Regions from separate parts of the Mus musculus genome. Here all the other regions are linked to region 1. A link is a contact called in public Hi-C and promoter capture Hi-C data. All regions are on one chromosome and are shown on one strand. The core of a region is the stretch at or near the end of the contact, and the rest is flanking DNA. Distances in the headings are between cores, read along the strand shown.

Evidence for each region. Promoter capture Hi-C pulls out the DNA fragments that hold promoters and counts their contacts. Hi-C and Micro-C count contacts between places; a contact is called where the count stands out from the background.
Region 2: a contact with region 1 is called in a promoter capture Hi-C map of 3T3-L1-derived adipocytes, with 3 times the contacts expected there. A contact is called at or near these places in 8 of 39 promoter capture datasets (the 3T3-L1 cell line, 3T3-L1-derived adipocytes, the HPC-7 cell line and 5 more) and 4 of 130 datasets of targeted methods (astrocytes, differentiating embryonic stem cells, pancreatic cancer cells and 1 more).
Region 3: a contact with region 1 is called in a promoter capture Hi-C map of neutrophils, with 2.6 times the contacts expected there. A contact is called at or near these places in 7 of 39 promoter capture datasets (the 3T3-L1 cell line, the C10 cell line, cranial neural crest and 4 more), 3 of 130 datasets of targeted methods (bone marrow-derived dendritic cells, pancreatic cancer cells and pro-B cells) and 3 of 9 other capture datasets (adipose tissue, liver and macrophages).
Region 4: a promoter capture Hi-C map of liver shows a contact between it and region 1, with 3 times the contacts expected there. A contact is called at or near these places in 8 of 39 promoter capture datasets (cranial neural crest, embryonic stem cells, frontonasal cranial neural crest and 4 more), 5 of 130 datasets of targeted methods (the 230-238 cell line, T-cell acute lymphoblastic leukemia, astrocytes and 1 more) and 1 of 9 other capture datasets (liver).
Region 5: a contact with region 1 is called in a promoter capture Hi-C map of pre-B cells, with 6 times the contacts expected there. A contact is called at or near these places in 23 of 39 promoter capture datasets (the 3T3-L1 cell line, 3T3-L1-derived adipocytes, the C10 cell line and 15 more), 2 of 484 Hi-C or Micro-C datasets (B cells and myocytes) and 7 of 130 datasets of targeted methods (astrocytes, bone marrow-derived dendritic cells, bone marrow-derived macrophages and 4 more).
Region 6: a Hi-C map of B cells shows a contact between it and region 1, with 7 read pairs. A contact is called at or near these places in 8 of 39 promoter capture datasets (the 3T3-L1 cell line, 3T3-L1-derived adipocytes, the C10 cell line and 6 more), 4 of 484 Hi-C or Micro-C datasets (B cells, CD4 T cells, CD8 T cells and 1 more), 4 of 130 datasets of targeted methods (astrocytes, fibro-adipogenic progenitors, pancreatic cancer cells and 1 more) and 3 of 9 other capture datasets (adipose tissue, liver and pancreatic islet).
Region 7: a contact with region 1 is called in a promoter capture Hi-C map of 3T3-L1-derived adipocytes, with 4 times the contacts expected there. A contact is called at or near these places in 5 of 39 promoter capture datasets (the 3T3-L1 cell line, 3T3-L1-derived adipocytes, the C10 cell line and 2 more), 2 of 130 datasets of targeted methods (bone marrow-derived dendritic cells and pancreatic cancer cells) and 1 of 9 other capture datasets (adipose tissue).

What each region holds. Positions count from the first base shown.
Region 1 is chr19:8,722,046-8,724,745 of GRCm38.p6, forward strand. It overlaps Snhg1 (small nucleolar RNA host gene 1), which reads left to right and starts at 1,442. Exons shown (of 10, transcript NR_002896.3): 1 at 1,442-1,461; 2 at 2,096-2,144; 3 at 2,358-2,438; 4 at 2,627-2,676. LOC115489078 (a small nucleolar RNA gene) reads left to right here and starts at 1,948; the gene lies at 1,948-2,019. It overlaps LOC115489084 (a small nucleolar RNA gene), which reads left to right and starts at 2,206; the gene lies at 2,206-2,280. LOC115489083 (a small nucleolar RNA gene) reads left to right here and starts at 2,487; the gene lies at 2,487-2,556. It also overlaps a transcript of Slc3a2 not described here.
Region 2 is chr19:10,040,294-10,042,993 of GRCm38.p6, forward strand. It overlaps Fads3 (fatty acid desaturase 3), which reads left to right and starts at 1,255. Exons shown (of 12, transcript NM_021890.3): 1 at 1,255-1,663. The coding sequence starts at 1,439.
Region 3 is chr19:9,921,959-9,924,658 of GRCm38.p6, forward strand. Gm36913 (a long non-coding RNA gene) reads right to left here. Exons shown (of 4, transcript XR_877719.2): 4 at 2,590-2,700. Among named protein-coding and RNA genes, the nearest start is that of Gm50340, 24 kb to the left of the region's middle.
Region 4 is chr19:7,444,573-7,447,272 of GRCm38.p6, forward strand. All of the region lies in intron 3 of Rtn3 (reticulon 3), which reads right to left. Among named protein-coding and RNA genes, the nearest start is that of Mir6991, 23 kb to the left of the region's middle.
Region 5 is chr19:9,898,098-9,900,797 of GRCm38.p6, forward strand. Incenp (inner centromere protein) reads right to left here and starts at 1,392. Exons shown (of 19, transcript NM_001369356.1): 1 at 1,242-1,392. It overlaps Gm50340 (predicted gene, 50340), which reads left to right and starts at 1,581. Exons shown (of 3, transcript NR_168101.1): 1 at 1,581-1,923.
Region 6 is chr19:9,981,207-9,983,906 of GRCm38.p6, forward strand. It overlaps Fth1 (ferritin heavy polypeptide 1), which reads left to right and starts at 1,440. Exons shown (of 4, transcript NM_010239.2): 1 at 1,440-1,777. The coding sequence starts at 1,664.
Region 7 is chr19:9,953,242-9,955,941 of GRCm38.p6, forward strand. No RefSeq gene overlaps it. Among named protein-coding and RNA genes, the nearest start is that of Gm36913, 7.0 kb to the left of the region's middle.

The sequences.
Region 1 (2,700 bases), core at 192-2,691:
CCTCAAACTCCTCCTGAGCCTGCATCCCTAGGGCGGGACTAAAGGCATGAATCAACATGCCCAGCATTATTTTTTCTTAATTAAACTTTAGATGTGTATGTACCACGTGTGTGTCAGGTGCCCATGGAGGCCAGAAGTGGGTACTGGATCCCTTGGAACTGGAACTGCAGATGGCTACTAGCTGGGAATTGAACCAGGGTCTTCTGCAAGTGCTGATTTTGAAATCAGGCTGCCTGGATTTATACCTTGGATCTGATACTGTTTATCTGGGTAACAGTCAGCAAATGACTTAACCTCTCTGGGACCCGAGCTTCTCACCCATAACTGTACCTTACCACCTTCCAACTTGGATTATTAAGTGAGGTCATGCAGAAGAGCAATTAGTATGAGAGTAATGATAATTGTTCGAAAGGCAAGCTTCTGCATATAGATGTTTGCTATATGCATATGACTATAATGCTACTGCACACTCTCAATAACCAGTCTATAGCTGCGACTTAGAAAACTGGTAAATTCTAATGATTGTTCCCCCCAGAGCTCTTTATATCTAAGACCACCCATGCATAAAATGAGGGTTATCCCTAACTTTTAGGAGTGTGGAATATTAACTCATATTGGGTGCTTTAAACGGTAAGCCCAGTTGTGTGGAGAATTGTCAGCCTCAGTAGTATAGCACTTATCTACACATGCACATAGCAGCAGCTTTAATCTATAGCACTGCTAAAAACAAAACATGCAACATGCTCCATAAATGACATCTAAATGCTGGCCCTACTTCATTCAATCCGGGCCAAGAACATGGCGAAAATAGACCAGGAAGCAAAACACAAAAATCGGTCTCCAGAATGACGTAGGGCTTCTAGTCCCGACTGGGTTTCCCTAAAAGGCTTCATGCAAGGAAGCGAAAATCCAACCGAGCTCAGCCCAGGGCCCAGTACCTGAGTCGCCCGCTGCGCTGACAACCTGGACATCAAGCCCCGTCTGCGCGCTGGGCGGCTGGCGGGGAACCGAGACACCGTCGGTGGAGTGTTCAGTAGGTTCAGGATCCATAGAGATGGATCAACACGCGGCTTAGCGTGAGTGAGGGTGAGAAATCGCCTCAACGTATGGATATTGGTAGTTGTGACCCAGACAGTCGAGCTGTATGGGTCGCGAACCAAAATCTCCAGCGATGACGTTTTACCCGCAGTGAGTAAGAACCGCCTAGCCGCAGCGCCAAAGGCGTAGCGTCGCACTCCCCTAAAGCGCCTGCGCCTCTTTTTCGCGCTGCAAAATCAGAGGCGGAGCTCTCCGCACGCCCCTTTGGGCGGATTCCTCTACCCACAATTCCTCCGGCTCGCACACCGCTTACCTTAGCGCCTGCGTGAGTCCTAGTCCCACCTCCAAATCCCGTGGGCCTTTGCGAGATGCTATTTATAGGCCACACGTTGTTCTTGTCGGCCTCATTTTTCCTTGTTCGGGGTAAGTACTCTACGTCTTTATGTGCTGTAGTTTTCACTTTGTTTTTTTCTTGTCTTTCTCTTTTTTTTTTTTTTTTTGGTTTTTCGAGACAGGGTTTCTCTGTATAGTCCTGGCTGTCCTGCTGAAACTCACTTTATAGACCAGGGTGGCCTCGAACTAAAATCCGCCTGCCTCTGCCACCCGAGTGCTGCGATTAAAGTCGTGCGCCACCACGCCTGGCTCTTGTCTTTCTCTTAATCAGCTTTCCTATAACTGCGGCTGGCTTTTATCACAAACACCTATCTGTCACTGTTGTGAACCGCCGCCTGTATTTTCTTACGTAATGTTTATTTCTGGTGATTTAAAAGACCCTCGTGGGCAGCGTTAATAAATGTGGACTTTGGTAATCTGTTCCGTAGTCTTAGCGGGGAGACCATGTTAGGGCATTCAAGACCTAAAGATGACAGGATTTTGTGAAGGACAAAATGGTGGCGGCAGTGCAAGGCCACCCCCTATGATGAGGACCTTTTCACAGACCTGTACTGATATATCTGTGAGGATAAGTAACTCTGAGGAGGCTGGCCCTACATCACAGCCTTCTCATCCTTTAGAGATTTCTTGGTGTAGAAGTAACCCGATGCTAACTTCTCTACAGGTTTGAGGTGCCACCTTACAAAAGGATGGGTGTACGCTCTCTTTTCAGAGTAAGTAGTGTTAATGGTTTTACCAGATTTTTTTGGTTGTTGAGTATAAGTTGTGTGTGTGCTACGGGGATGATATGAAAACTGAACTCTCTCTTTCTGATGGTTTAGTGGAGAAAACAAAAATTCTCTGAGTAGCACAATCTGTGGCAGGTATTTGGATTGTTTGGCATAAAGTCTTTTATTGAAGTTTGGGGTTTTTTTTTTCTGTTCTAGATGTGGTTCATCTCAAAGCCCTTTACACTTTGGAGCCAGGCCTGTTCAATTTTACAAATAACACGTTTTGCTTGTAGTCAGGTAGGTATTGATGGTTGGTGCTTCCTTAGGGAACATATTTAGATGGCCACTTAATGATGAACAATGTAAATGACAAGCATATGGCTGAGTTGCAATGATGTCATCTTACTACTGAAATGGGCTGAAGAAAGAAGGTGCTGAGGTGGCTGTGATTACATTTAAAAATGACATTGTTTCTCTGTTTCCAGGGTGCTGTGACAACATGAAGAGTTCGAGCTACCTCCCAGGATGAGTGCAGGTAATTGTCCAAGTAGAGCTTAGG
Region 2 (2,700 bases), core at 5-2,504, 1.3 Mb after region 1:
CCTTGTCCTGTGTATTTAGGCCTGTAATAGTTGCATCTGGAGTGAATGCTTTCAGCCTTTTTTAGTCTTATTGTTCCCTAAACAATGCAGTGAACAATTATTTATAGAGCATTTACATCACATTAGACATTATTAAGAATTCAGAGCTGACTTAAAGTGTATGAGGGGATATGTGAAGGTTACATGCATATACTGGTTTTTTGTAGGCAAGAAACACAGGTTGGTTTTGTTATCCACAGGGGTGCCTTAGAGGTCAGGTCACCTACAAATCCTTAGGTAGACCAAGAGGAAATGTTTGCACATTGGAAAAAATACACTTTAAGGTTCTGAAAAGATTTGCTCCCAACAAACAGGTCTGCCTCACCTTTCTGCCCTGAGTCACACTAGGGTGGTGTGCGGGAGTCTGTTTTAACTAGCCCTCAAGGAAATTCTGATGGACCTTCAAGTTTGCCAGTTGTGAAAGCTTTTAACTTTTAAGGAACTGATGTCTGTCTCAAAGAAACATCGTACAATTGGGAACGTAGTTACACTCTCAAGAGGATTTGAATTTAATAAGTCAAAAATGTGACACCATGAATGGGGAGAACTGGGAGGTGGTGACAAGCAAGCCACCCATTGCAGACTGGACCATTCTTTCATCTCCTGAACGGCAGACCTCCACGCAGCAGTGTCCTCTGCTCCTCCTCCAGTGGCCAACCTGGGCATCCCCAATCCTGCGTACAGCCAGGAGGAGAGGCCATCTGCTCCTGCAGATTGCTTTAGATGGCTTCCTCGCGTGGATATTGAGGGTTTACTGGGGGATGAGGTCCATTGTTTGGTGGCTGTTGACAGTCACCCCAAGGTAGTGTCCTCATTTCTAGCTACCTGGGATGCCTGGTTAAAGACCGGTGACGTCCCTAACTACATTTCTCAGCCTTTCAGGGCTCAGACTTGGGCTCATTTCGGGCCCCTGCGGGTGTGCCTGGGCGCAGCGGCCTGCAGGACTCCCGTGCGCGCTGGGTCCCCATCCCCCGCCTTCTCAGTTGAGCCGAGAGTCCGAGAAACTGGGGGGGGGGGGGGGCAGTGCCCCGGGGGCAGTGCCGGGCGTGGTGGCCCCAGGCCCTCGAGGGTGGGGCAAGCCCCTTCGCGACACCGCCCTCCCCGGGCAGCCAATAGATGTGGAGGCGCCGCGCCTGGATTGGAGCGAGAGCGGGACTGGCCAGCGCGGGGGCCGGGACGAGGGGCGGGCGAGGCGAGCGCTGTCAGCGCGGTTATAAGGGAGGGAAAAGTTCCCTGCGCGGAGAGCCGGGCAGGCGCACGCTCTTACGGCGGCCGCAGCGGCAGGGCGGGGCCGGTGGGGCGGGCGGAGGAAGACCCCTGATTGCCACCTCGCCTCCCTCAGTGTCTCTCTTAGACCTTGGTCACGTACCGGGGTCCGGAGGACTTGTGTACAGCGGCAATGGGCGGTGTCGGGGAGCCCGGAGGGGGACCCGGGCCGCGGGAGGGGCCCGCACCGCTGGGGGCGCCCCTACCCATCTTCCGCTGGGAGCAGATCCGCCAGCATGACCTACCAGGCGACAAGTGGCTGGTCATCGAGCGCCGTGTCTACGACATCAGCCGCTGGGCACAGCGGCACCCAGGGGGTAGCCGCCTCATCGGCCACCACGGTGCGGAGGACGCCACGGTAAGCTAACCCACAGCCGGCGGGGTGGAGCCTGGCACTAGCGGTGGAGAGGGAGACGTTGTTCATAGGCTTGGCGTCTCATTCCACCTGCGGACCTTAGCATCCTTTTTGCTCTTTCTGACCTTTGACCCCTTCCCTGGCTCCAGAGTTGAGATGGAGCCTGAGGGAAGGAGGTCTCTTTCTTTCACGGAGGATGGGCTGTTTGGGTCAGTCTGTGGAATAAATAGATCTCAGGGAAGAATGGGCCCCCAGAGGTGGGTGTGCCGTGAGGGGCAGATTCTGCCCCAGGTAAGTACCCTCACTGTTGTACTGAGGGTTTCTTTTCTGCTCTGAGTGTCACAGACTATTTTCTGGTGCTTCCAAGAGCCTGGGGCAGGGCTGGGTCCCTAGCGATAGGGACGTGCCATCAGAAACTGGGGGCTGGGCAGCAGAGCTTGGGCAGGGCCTGGAGGTCTGTGGCTTATCCAGCACTTGTGTAGACTGTTCTGAGGGCCAGTGACTCACCTCTGCTGGGCTGGCAGCTACACGTGGGAAGACTTTGCCAGGCTGGGTGGGCCTCCACGGGAAGCACAGTCACCCCAGTCACCGACTAGCCCCTGGGGACTCTGGCTTCCCATTCTCAGTCCGTGTCTAGACAAGAAGGGATGGAACTGGCCTGAAGGACTATCTGGCTAGAGCCCAGTGGTGAAGCAATTTCCCAGACCCTTCCTCCTTCAGTCCCACTCCATGGACAAAGGTTGAGGCCATGGTGCTCTGCCCTCGACTATCCAAAATTGTAGGTTAGTCACATTGGGTACCCGGAAGGTCTTTAAGACTGGAGGGAATGATTCTCTAGTGGAAGAACTTGGTGGCAGCAGAGGAGGTTCTCTGTGTCCCAGGACTGTCATTGTCCCTCTCCTCCCGGATTCACTCCAGGCAACTGAGAGGGATAAGAATGAGACAATTCCTGAAAATCATCAACCTGTGGGCCAGTGTGTGTGTGTGTGTGTGTGTGTGTGTGTGTGTGTGTGAGCCTTCCTTCTTTCTACCAGAGCATG
Region 3 (2,700 bases), core at 8-2,507, 1.2 Mb after region 1:
AATGGAAAGAGTTGGGAAAAAGGGAAGCCCCTCTAGCCAGAGCTCATAAATCCTAAATGTTATCCAAACAGGAAAAGGAGGGAGCAAAGCATGGGAAAAGATGGTTCCTAAAATCTGCTTTTTACAGATCCGAGATAGCCAGAGGGCTTGCGTGTCAAGAAGGTCCACGCCACATACCCTGAGTTAAAAGCTGCCCTGGCCTCTCCCAAAGCCACCTTTTGCCTCATTTACAGTAGAATTCCTCATTTCTCCTATCTAAAATTTGGGGGGTTTATACTAAAGATACTGTCACTTTCTTCAGAGACAGAGTCTTACTATATATAGCTCAGGCTGACCTTGAACTTGCTTGCTCTCCACCTTGGCTTCCAGAGTGCTGGGATTGCATGCACACCACACCATGCTCAAAGGTATTGTCGCTGATGTGAGAATGAGCAAGCAGGGCCTCTCTGGAGCCCAGTTCTGTTCAATGCCTGTAGGCTTGTTTCTGTGGCAGATATCCCACTTTTCTGGCATTTCTAGCACCCAGGAGGTTGCCATGGCAACTTAGATTTTCAAAGCTTCAGGACTTGCCAGCTCAGGGACGATCTGATACACATTGGTTTGGTTAAGTTAGGTTTGGCTTGTTTGTGGGGTTTTTTTGTTTTGTTTTGTTTGTTTTTTGTTTGTTTGTTTTGACACAGGGTCTCCTGCCTAGGCTGACCTCAACACCACCACACACACACACACACACCCCATGCAGCCAAGCATGATTTTGACCTTCTGCAAGATACCTAAAGCAGAAAATAAGAAGCAGAGAGCAAATGGGGGGGGGGGGGGCGGGGGCGGCTATAATCTCTCAAAGCCTGCCCTCCGTGACATGCTTTCTCTAGCAAGGCCACACCTTGTAAACCTTCCCAAACAATGCTATCAACTAGGGACCAAGTGTTCAAACTGCTGCATCTATGGGGCATTTGTCACTTTAATCACCAGAGACAGGACCCTGAAGTCACGTCCTCCTCACTGTTCACTGGTATTCCCAAGTCTTTGGTAAATTTGCTTACCTTTGAGATTAATCATATGGTCTTCATATAGCCAAAAAATTAGTATCTGAAACATTTCCCTTTCATCATATAAAAGAATACTTGCTTGGATATCTCAGTAATATATTATAGAATAAAAAAAGATTTCCTGTAGTAGCTGGGCAAGAGTGATTGTTAGATCTCAAACTTGGATAAACAGCTAACTGAAGTTCCTATTTAACATATCAAAGAGGACTGTGCCTGGGCTGGAGAGTTCAGGGTAGGGGGTGGGGTATGCCAGCCATACCCTGTAACAGGCAGGGACAGAGGGATGCTGGGAGAACCTGGTGGCCTTTAGTTCTGGGTTTGGGAATCTAACAAGTGAGCTGAAATTAGACTCTCTATTTCCACCCCTGTATCTTCTGTCTGGTTGTAACAAGGGGTATGCTTGGTAGTTTTTTTAGCAACACAGAGAACATGGTATGGCAGGAGAGTGGGGGGCTCTTTACAGAGATCTTTAACAGGGCTTACAAAGGAAGTAGTTACCAGAACTGTTTGCACTAACTTCAAACAGATGTTATCAACCTAAGTCCACAAGTTGCTTCTAATAGATATGTGATATTTGTTTTGTTTAAGGCTTCTTTCAACCTCTTGGCTGCTGTCAGCAAATGATTACCAAAACATAGACAGGGGAATGGAAGAGTACATATTCTCAGATTAAAGCCAGGGATTTAGTTTAGGATGAAAACGATGACTGCAGGGGACATCCAAGGCATAGTAACTTTGGTTACATTGTTCTCTTTAAGATAAGTTTACCCTGGCCAAGCAAACAGGAAGACCCCAGGTTGTCTACAGGGTCTGGGGAAAGTTCAGTCCCTTTGAAGGCAGCAGGGACTTTTAGAAAATGTATCATCATGCTTGGACCTACATAAGACAAGATTGTTAAAATACTAAAATATACTGTTTGGTATGAAGTATAATGTGGCAGTGGGCCGGGGTACCTGGTGGGCCCATGCCCAGGTGTCCTCTTGAGAAATCACACCATGTGACAGACCTGGTATAAAGAAAGTTTATTTGGAGAAGGAAAGGGAATGAGGGCCTGGAGAAGGATTAGAAGCAGACAGACTGGAACCGAGTGGGGGGTGGGGGGGGGGGGGACAGAGAAGGACAGAAAGAGAGAAAGAGAGGCCAGCTGGGAACGCGTAGGAAGGGTGGGGGGAGAGGCGGTATGTGCAAGCAGTCCTTTTTCCAGGCTGCCTGGTGCACCTAGGGGGGCAGGCAGGCCACTCACTGCTAAGTCCCTGGGAGGAGCCCAACTGAATCACCTGTAAGCCAACACTGTTAGTATTTCTATGAGATAGAAAGCCGGCTTTAAAATCTGGGTGTGGCTTGGCATGGAGGCACATGCCTTTAGTCCCCTGCACTCAGGAGGCAGAAGCAGATGGATCTCTGTAAGCGTGAGGCCAGCCTGGTCTGCCTAGCAATTTACAGGATAACGAGAGCTACCCAACGTGACCTTGTCTCAAATACATGAATGAATGAATGAATGAATGAATGAATGAATGAATGTAATTTTAAAGGAAAAGAGCATGGTCAATTTGTTGAGCTCAGTTTATTAATTTAATCACTAGGAACTTCTCTTGAGCTGGTTGTTAGAAGCCAGGGTCTCTTGGCGAGCCATTCTCTGCTTCCCCTCCCGACG
Region 4 (2,700 bases), core at 44-2,543, 1.3 Mb before region 1:
CACCTATATTTTATTCCCTCAGGCAATGCTAGGGATGGAAACCAAAGGCCCCAAGAGTGAGTACTATATCACTGAGCTACACACCTACACTATTTGGTTTGTTTGATTGTTTTTGAGACAGGGGCTCACTCTGTCTCAAAGGCTGGACTCAAGCTCACTGTATTGCTCCTGCCTCAACGCTAAATGCCATCATGTCCAACTTCTACATTAAACAAAAAAGTGCTAATAGGCTGGAATTGGCTCAGCTGTTAAAAGCATGTGTTCCTGCACAGGACTGAGGATCAATTCCCAGCACCCATATGGCAGCTTACAACTGTCAGTTAACTCGAGTTCCCCAATGCCCAACTCTAACTTTAAAGTGCACCAGGCATGCACATGGTACACACACATATGTGCAAGCAAAAGACTCAAACACATAAAATAGTATATCTAAAACAATGTGCTTAAATACATATACCATAAAGCAACATGGGCTATTTTTAAAGAGTAGTTCAGTAGCATTTAATTACATGCACATTAGCCAGGTGGGGTGGCACATACATACCTTTAATCCCAGCACTCCAGAGGCAGAGTTCTCTGTGAGTTAGAGGCCAGCCTATCTACAGAGTGAGTTCCAGGACAGTTGAGGCTACAAAAAAGAAACCCTCCCTGCTTTGAACCCCACCCCCCCCACCTCCAAAGTACAAACACATTGATGTTATCCACTGATGTTGCACTGTATCCTTCTGCTCACTCCAGTGTTTAAACAAGCATGTCAAAATAAACAGTGGTTATCAGGACATCTACTTCAGCTTGAGAACCAGGACTAAAATGGAGTATTCTTTTCACGTTTTTCTTTAAATGTAAAATTACAGCAAACTACATAAACATAGTCATTGGGTACATGTACAATATGTACATCTGTTCAATTTCGATCAAAGTGTACAAAAGACCACACTCCTGAAGGTGCACCTTTTTCATTATAGAGTTTGTATCTCGATCCCCCACACCTACTCCCAAAGGCCCATTCAGTTAAAGGCTGATTCCCAGAGAGGCAGTTTGGGAAGGTTTGGGTGTCTAGTGGAGGTCTTAGGTCATGGAGTATTGAGGGGGTCTGAGTTTCTTCCTTGTGTTTTGGCCATAAGGCTGACAGTTTTGCTTCAGCACGTTTGCCCTACTTTGGTGATGCCAAAGGTCCAAGAGCAACAAAGCCAACTATGAGCCTGGCAAGTTATTTCAGGCATCTGCTTCAGTAGTAGAAAGCTGACTAACCCAAAAGTCAGCAACTCAAAAGCAACCACTGCTGTCCCAGTTCTTTTGTTCTACAGTCACACAGATGTTCTACAGTCACACAGATGTTCTACAGTCACATAGACATAACTGACACAGTACAAATTATTTTATGCTGGTTCTCACTGAGCATAATATATGAGATTTATATTGATGCAAGCACCAAAACAAAAACAAAACAAAAAATCCAACCTAGCTATGTCCAGCTGGAGAGATGGCTCAGCAGATAAGATCACTTGATCCCTGGTATCCACAAGGTAGGAGGAGAAAACTGACTCCTGTAAGTTGTCCTTGTGATCTATACACAAACATAGCTATGTCAAGGAATGTTTATTCCCTTATTGTTTCAACTTTAGGACATTATTAGTAAAACTACCATATATATATATGTGTGTGTGTATATATGTATGTATATGGAGTTTTTACTCCTCTATAGTGGAGTTGCTAGGCTGTAGGACAAATGGGTATTGTTTTTCAAGAATCTGTCCAGCTTTCCTCATTTATACTCTCAGCCACAGTCCATGAGACTCTCGCTGTCACTCCCCCTTCACTAGGAACTGTATTTAGCTTGAGCCATTAGAATGAATGGATAGTGGTAACTATTTAAACTGTGTGAGATTCAGTATTGGACAGATTTACACTGTATTACTGTTGTTTGTGTAAAATCTTCTGGTAAATGTAGAGGAGTGGGTCTGATGCTTTGATTTAATTGGGAATCTGTGTTTACTGATGCTGGAGGTCCTTGCCCACAATTGGGTTTTGATCTATCAATAAAGATGCCAGTGGCCAATGGCTGAGTGGAAAGAAAGAGGCAGGAATTCCAGGTTCCCGCAGGCTAGGAGGAGGAGGAGAATTTAGGGGAAGAGAGACAGACTCAGAGCTGTAGGGGAGATCTTCCAAAACGTAGGCGGAAAAGAAAAGAGGTCCAGGGAAGGAAGCTTGAAAGTGTCTTGGGCAGCAAGACCTATGGGCTTCACAGAAGGTAACTGGGCAACTAAGTTGAGGGCAGATTTAGAAATATTGAGCTAGGAGTAAAAGGTAAGGGCTTGAAGGAAGGGCTGGAAGGCTTTGAAGAGCCCAGCCACAGACCCTATAATAAGGCAGCTTAAAAATGAGCTAATGTGTGTGAGTCTTTCATCTGTGGAACTGAGATAGCTCCTGGGCAGGTGTGCGCCTGCGACCAGCTGGGAGCACAAAGTGGGATAGCCAAAAACTAGCCATTAACAGGGAAGTATAATTAGTTTGTTTAGTCCAATTTCTGATAGTCCAATAAATACATTTTGGCATGAACTTTCTTAAGGCAGTGACTTATTAGTGATGTCTTTCATTATGCAAAAATTTAAAAAAAAATTAAAAATTTGGTTTTGATAAAGTCTAATTAAGTTATTCTGAGATTAGTACATCCAATGACCTAAGAACCCTTTGTCTAGC
Region 5 (2,700 bases), core at 142-2,641, 1.2 Mb after region 1:
AGGCAGCACTAACTGGGGCAAAACCGAATGGATAGGGGCACTGAGCCTTTAGGAAAAAGCATTAACTGTGCAGCCAGCTACTCATCAGCATGGCCTCTCCACTGAGTCTCCCTATCCCCCTGCACCAGAAAACAGCCCTAGCCAAGTCCAAGGCCTCATCAGTTCAAGGCCAGCAAAGAGAAGAGAAAACTGCACAAGGACTCCAAAGACTTGCAGAGGAGCTATAAGAAAGTAACAAATGGGAAATTTTACAAAATGTCTGCTCATGCTACAATCGGAGTGAGCGCTTCTTTCACCAAGTCCAATACCACACTTCTTCTTCCATGGGGAAATGTGCTTTCTAGCAAGCCCTCGCTGAAAAGTTAGAAAAGGTGACTCTGAGGAAAGGAGGAGGTGTAACAAGAATCAGACTCCTGGGTAACTTCACCTTCAGTCCACGAAATAAACAAACCCTACCATGGGAGAAGGAAGGTCACTTCCTCTCCACAAATACTATTTCTGTGCCATTCAGCAGATTAGCAATTGCCATCTCCTCTGGGGGTGCAGGAAATGAACTAAGCATTTCTCCCCACACACACCCCTCCAAGCAGGAAGATCGATCGCTAAAACTGCTCTTCCACTCAAGAGTCCTACTCCATGCCAAGAAACCTCTCAATTCCTTTTTGCCACATACTCCAAGATACCCATGCACATACAAATCTAGGTCAAAGTCACCAAGAAAATCGGAGGGCGGAGCCTGGATTTAAAATGTTTTTTAACCACTAGCCACAGGCCTCCAGGACAATAGTTTCAAGCTCAGAATGACACAATCCCAACGCTTGGCAGCAGGAAGCTGGAGGGAACTGCGCCGCTGACAAGAGCCTACGCTTGCGGGGATGACAAAATAAGTAGCAGGGCGGTCTCCGGAGCTGGGTCAGTTTTTAAATGCTGCTCAGCTGGGACGAAGCTGAGCAGCCGTTGCCATAAAAAGACTCAAGTCCGGGTTTACAGAGCAGCCCAGGCTCTGCACAGGTGTTAGGCCCGGCGTGCGGGGAAGAGGACTGACCATTCTCGGATCCCAGGACTCAAGTGCAGGGCCTCGAAGTTCATCTCCAAGCCTAGAACCATTGGAAGTGATCCCCACACCCATAAGCAACCCATAGGCGAAAGTGACTCCCCTGGCCCATCCTGGGAAGCGAAGAGGCCGGGACCAGTGGCCGAACACCGCGACCCTGCGACTCCCGACGCCCGTTCTCACTCACCCGGCGGCGCCGCGTCTTCCCGGACCACTCCTTTTCCAGTCCGCGGCTTCCGCAGATTAAGCTTCCCGCCACGCCGGACCGGCTGGACTCCCAGTACCGCGAGCTCGCCGCAGGCGAGGACCTACCGGGCGAAGAGCGCGGGCGAATCTACGATTTTCAAAATTGTGGCTCAACCAATTCCCCTTAAGTTTGTCTGGGCGGTTACAAAACTCCAAACCAATCACGTAACAGGACGCACGAGTCCGCTTATCTGCTGGCTGTTAGTGCTGTCAATCTGTGGGACTAGGAGGCGGGGAGAAGAACGTTGACGCTTTTAACACGCCCCAACTTCCGGAAGCTGCGGCAATCTACCCGGCGAGGAAGTGGTTGCGACGAATTACAAGTCCCTGCGTGCACTGCGAAGGCAGGCTTGGTTGGGGAGGATGCCTATTTATCTTCGAGCCAGCCGCTTGGTTCGTTTCAAGTCCGGAATGCTTCTGCGTTCGGAATGACAGCTCTGCTACTTTGCAGTAGTAAAAAGAAACACATTGCAAATCTCACAGAGCCTTCCCTCCAAGAGCAGTCAGGCATATAGTTACAGAATGTTTCCTTAGACCTCCGATTGTCACCCGGAAGTGTTTGCTAAGTACCCTCCAGATTGGACGCCACATACAACGGAGAATTTTTCTGGCCACATATAAAGGTAAAGTCTTGAGTTGAAGGTGTGTCACCACCACCTGTAAAATAAAACACCTCCACCTTCTTTATAGAATCATTCTCAGTAGCCAAGAGGTGGGCGAAACTACAAATGTCCCTGGACAGATTAAACAGAGGGGTTTTATTTATTTTTAAATTGTTTTTCCTTTTATTGAAAATAGATTTCTTTACTCACATACTATATCCTGATACAGTTCCCCTCCCTCTGCTCCTCCCAGTTCTAACCTCCCCTTCCATCTGTATCCACTCCCTTTCAAAACAGACTTCTAAGGGATAATAATAAACTAAGATGTAAAACATAAGATAATACAAAACCTATCATATCTGAATTGGATGAAACAAAGAAAAAAAGCCCCAAGAGAAGGCACAAAGACCAGAGACCCACTTGTTCGAACACTCGGGAATTCCATAAAAGCACTGGAAGCCATAACATATATGCAAGAACCTGATGCAGAGCTGTGCAAACTCTGTCTGGCTGTGAGTCTCTGTATTTGTTCCTATCTGCTTCAGGAGGAAGCTTCTCTGATGATGGCTGAGCAAGGCAATGATCTGAGTGTAGCAGAATGTCAATCACTAGGAGTCATTTTATTGCTATGTTCCTTTAGTAGAACAGTAGTATTTAGTTTAACCCTAGGTCCCTGAGCTATCTTGTCTCAGATTGTTGTTCACCCAAGCAGGATTCGATCTTGTGGAGTGGGCCTTAGGTCAAATCAGATATTGGTTGGTTACTGCCACAGGTTTGTGCCACTATTGCCCCAACATA
Region 6 (2,700 bases), core at 190-2,689, 1.3 Mb after region 1:
AAGGGAAGCATTCCCATGCCTGCCCATTTGCTATTCCCTCTACTTAGAACTCCTTTCCCCACCTCCCTCCTCCACTTTCCAAAGGGAATTTGTTCATCAACTTTAGCTCAGCATCAGTCTCCTAGGGCCATCGTCCTGAAGTCTGACTCCAGGATATTTATCCAGAAGCATCCTGCAGCTAGATTACCACTGAAATCTTTCCTGAAAAGAACATATATAACGTGTAGTTTTAAAAGACTAAGTACTAGTAATGTATTTCAGTAGACGTACCTTAAAAGGGGGGAAGAGGGTTATAATCCCAGCTCTCTGACGAACCAGCCTGGCTTACACAGAGAGTCCCTGGCCAGTCTGGGTTACTGATCCAGTAACTTTGTCAATCTTGCTTCAAAACAATAACAACAAAATCGAAGTCCAACTTCCAGTTTTGAGAATATGAACAGCATCTGCTGGTTCTCCACCTGTGTTAAAGACTAGACAAGGCTGAGCACAAGTGGATGTGGATGGCAGGGCCTAGCAAGACGCAGTGGCTAATCTCTAGTTCTGCTTGCTATCCAAGAATTCGCACCCATTTTGAAGCTGGGCCACAGCTACAAGATAGACACAGTTGGCTTGTCCCTCTGCAGTTTCCTGCACCTGTCACCTGCCATTCTGCAAGCATCAACTTCACTCCAAGGACAAACCCAAAGGTTACTGAGAAAGATAAAGGAGACCATTTTGAAACAGACACACGTAGGTCACTTCTTTACTTTTCTAATCCAGAGACGTCTCTTAATTTCAAGCATCACCAGGGGCTTTCTCAGAAACCTAAATGGTTTGGCCCCAGGATTGCCCTATAGACAGACGGCTGTTGTCCTGCTCTAAGGAGAAATGCGCCTTCTTAGCCTTTGTTTTTTCAACTGTTCTCAGAGCCATGTTTGCCTTAGCAAAAAGCCGGGGTTGCTTGAGTCAGAAGAACAGGGTAGACCCTAACCTCCTCGCCAATAGTTCCCCTACTCCTCCTCTGAGCTTCTCTCCACAGATTCTGAAGGAGGGAAAGCCGCTCTTTCCCAGTCCAACTTATATGTCGTTCGCCATTTACAGCGCCACGCTTCCATTTTCCTATTTGTAAGACGAAGTCGCTGTCTGGTGTATGTCACGACTAACAACACGCACTTTGCCTAGAGTTTAGGGATATCCTGTGAGAATTGAAAATCATCCTCATCGGTACCCTCTGTGCCCATCTGGGACCCAGATGCCTCTGCAGTACGGCTAGATCCAACTACGCCCGCCCCGGGCCACAGAAACAGCGCGCTTGTTGCCAGGCACCGCTCTTGCAGAAGCTCAGAGCCCCTTGCGTCGCCTCACACTCACACAGGCTCCTCCCCGCCCGCGCCCTGCGGGTTTGGGCAACACGCCCACAGGAAGAGGCGGGGCGGCGCGGCCCGCTGCGCTGATTGGCCAGCGCTCGCCTGACGCAGGATCCCGCTATAAGTGCGGCCCGCTGTCCCCTCCTGCGCCAGACGTTCTCGCCCAGAGTCGCCGCGGTTTCCTGCTTCAACAGTGCTTGAACGGAACCCGGTGCTCGACCCCTCCGACCCCCGCCGGCCGCTTCGAGCCTGAGCCCTTTGCAACTTCGTCGTTCCGCCGCTCCAGCGTCGCCACCGCGCCTCGCCCCGCCGCCACCATGACCACCGCGTCTCCCTCGCAAGTGCGCCAGAACTACCACCAGGACGCGGAGGCTGCCATCAACCGCCAGATCAACCTGGAGTTGTATGCCTCCTACGTCTATCTGTCTATGGTGAGTGCGGCCTCCTCAGGGCCACTTGGGGAGCCGGCGGAGGGTGGGTCGGGGCGTGGCCTGCTGCGGGCTTCCCCGCCTTCCAGCGCCCTTCTGGAAAATGGAGTTTGTTCGGGGTTCTTTCCTAAGGCAGGCAGCCCTGCCGTGGCAAGTCTGAGCACATAGCACCTTGTGGCTCCTGCATAGATCAGGCATGTCATTACACCACTTTTTTTTGAAGCCTTAGGGCAGTACGACTGTCAGCCTGGCCAATCAACCCTGCAGTTAGGTGCATTTTCTGCACGCTCGTCCCCTCCGATCACGTGGCCTACAAGCTTCTCTGTTTGGTTATGCATCCTGCTCCAGTTCCTCCTGGAGTATGGCGGGTCTGCTTGGTCATGGTGTCGAGTGGCAGCCTTGGGGCCTGGTGTAAAGAGGCTTATCTCTTGTGAGCTTACTCTTGTCCCCTTCAAAGCAGCCGCCTCCACCTCTCTGCTTATCACAGAGCCTCACTTGCATTGAAACTTATCGCTAGGAATCTCCCCTTCTGTAGTTATCAGTGTCACCCCGACCTTGCATTTACAAGGCATCATGTTACTGTATTTTTCTTATTTTGCATGAGTGTGGCTTACTAACAAGTGGTAGGTACATACTTGTTGGGAAAAGCCTGCTATCAATTGCTGGACAAGGAAGTTTTCCATGTAATAGTTTCTGAAAAACAGGTTTGGGGAAGGCCTGGACTTTGAAACAGGTCCAACTTCTGTGGCTGTCATTCCTGGAATATGAATACACTGAGTGCTTAAAACTGAAAATCAAAGCTTCTCCTAATATATTTGTGCTAAAATGCAATGCCCTCAATTGTTAACAGGGCATGATGCATTAATTTTATAAATCAGTGGTTGTTTGTAGAGCTGGAAGCCTTGTGACCTTGTGTTAGCTACTTT
Region 7 (2,700 bases), core at 5-2,504, 1.2 Mb after region 1:
AAGTCTGTTATGCCCCTCATGACAGTCTATGGCCTCTTAAACCACAAGCTGAGTAACTGTCCTTTTCTCAGGTTGCTTTTGCCATAGCAACAAGAAAGGTTAAAAAATAGAGCTGATAGTTTATGCGTGTTCTCCAGACTCTAGAGTCTTGAGAGGTCTGTGTTCAAGCCCTATGCTCATTTTTCGATTGAGTTTTCATTGTTGAGGGTTTTTTTTTTCCATTTTTTATTAGGTATTTAGCTCATTTACATTTCCAATGCTATACCAAAAGTCCCCCATACCCACCCACCCCCACTCCCCTACCCACCCACTCCCCCTTTTTGGCCCTGGCGTTCCCCTGTTCTGGGGCATATAAAGTTTGCAAGTCCGATGGGCCTCTCTTTCCAGTGATGGCTGACTAGGCCATCTTTTGATACATATGCAGCTAGAGTCAAGAGCTCCGGGGTACTGGTTAGTTCATAATGTTGTTCCACCTATAGGGTTGCAGATCCCTTTAGCTCCTTGGGTACTTTCTCTAGCTCGTTGAGGGTTCTTTGTTTTTGTTTGCTTTGAGGTAAGATCTCACTAGGTAGTTTAGGCTGGCCTTGAACCACTTATGCAACCCACTCTGGCCTCAAACTTAGGATCCTTCTGCCCAGACCACCTCTTTGAAAAAAGTAGTTATGCCCATAGTGCAAATGGCTGCTCATTCAACCAACTGTCCAAGTCAAATAAACATTAAACGTAAATGTGTCTGTGGGGTGGGTAAGTGTGTTTGCATGTTAGTATGTGTATGATTGGCCTGGGACTCTCTACCTCTGCCACTCAAATGCTAGAATTAAAATTAAAGATAGGTGTCATTATGCCCAGCCCTCCACCTTACTTGTTTTATTTTTGAGACTGCATCTCTTGCTGAACCTGGATCATACCAACTAACTAGGCTGGCTGCCCAGAAAGTCCTAGTGATCCTCCTGTCTCTAGGGTGACATGTGCTACCACACCCAGCTTTTTATGTGAGATCTTAATCTAACTCAGCTCCTCATGCTAGCACGGCAAGTACATACTGACTCAGCCATCTCCCCACCCCTAAAAACTGACTCTTGAAAATTATCTGGAAGTTACTATCCCCAAAGGGGCTAGCAGCCCCATATCTTCTTGTCAGAGACCAATAAGCCATCCTAAAAACAAAATCTCTGCGCAGCACTGTATGGTTTAGGCAAGAGCAAAACCCTCTGCCCCGGGGCTGCCATTTGGTGTCTGAACCATTGCCCTGGGATCTTTCCGTACACTATGACCCACAGTGGGCAGCCAGCTGCCTGGGAGGAGTGCTGGCAGGCAGCTATCCCACTTCCTCTACACCCATCATGGGACAGAAAGAGCTGGGTCCTGTGGGCGGGAAGAATTTGAGAGGGAGGGGGAGATGGGCAGAGAGGGAGGCCCTTTTAGGGGCCTGAAAAACACTGAAAAAACACAGTCTTCTTCCAGCAGATTCGTTTGGAGGCACTGTTGAGCACCGGCCTTGGCCCTGATTCAGGGCTATTGCTCAATACTAACAGAGAACAGCAAGACAGCAAAGGCCACAGTTCTGCCGGGAAATTTTTTCTGTCTGTTTCTTTTCTCCTTTCCTTTATTCTACAACTACCCTAGCCCCCACACCCTTCTGTCCACGCCTGGGCATCGCTGGGATGACTCCTAAGGTAGCTAACAGCTACCTCAGAGAGAAGAGAAGAGGGAGCGGATGGGTCTCTCAGAGGCTGGAGAGCTGGAGCTTGTGAAGTGCAGGCAGAGATGACTACTGCTCTGCCTACCTGGTCTGTGTGTCCCTGCTGGTGAGGAAGTTGAAGTTTTGCTTCTTCTGGAAACCCCACTCACTTGGCCTCGGGCTGCTGTAATGTGTAGCCTTCCCTCCCTCTCCTGGGCAGTCTGTCACCAGCAGCAACCCCAGGGCTCTTCTCAGAGAACACCACTCTGGCAAACTCGAGATTCCTAGCTTCACAGCAGAAAAGAATTTCAGAACTAGACACTGTAAAGGACGGTTCAGGTTTATTAAAAGAGGTGTGTGTGTGTGTGTGTGTGTGTGTGTGTGTGTGTGTGTGTGTTTTGAAAGAGGGTTTCTCTGTGAAGCTCTGGCTGTCCTGGTCTCTGTAGTCCATGCTGGCCTTAAACTCAGAGATCTGTCTACCTCTGCCTCCCTAATACTGGGATTAAAGGTACTCATTGTTCCACCACTGCCTGGAGAGAGATTTTTTTAAAAATATGTTTTAAATACACAAGTGTTAAAAGAAAATGAGAAAAGCTAGAGAAGACACAGCAGAGAGCACAGGGTGGCTTATCTAAGAGACACAGCCTGCTGTCTTTACAATAGCCACGTATAGCATTTAGGTTGGTTCTAAATGTCTTCTCTTGAAAGGGTTTCTAAGAAAACCAAATGAACCCACAGGGTGGTCCTGAGGTGCACAGATAAGGTTCCAATGGATAAGGTAACATTCTAGATCCCAGATACAGGAAGACAAAATGTCTTCACTGTAAACATAAGACTATGTCCAGGGAAAGAGAGGGGCTCTAGCTAAGGCCACAAATCTAGTTTACTGCTATTATAGCATAGAAAATCTGTATGTGAAAGAGATGCATCTTTGTGGCCACAACTTTCACAGCAGATGCTGTGCTGGGATGTCTGCTTCTCAGATGTTGAAAGGAGTGAAACAGACTGGAATGGTGTTC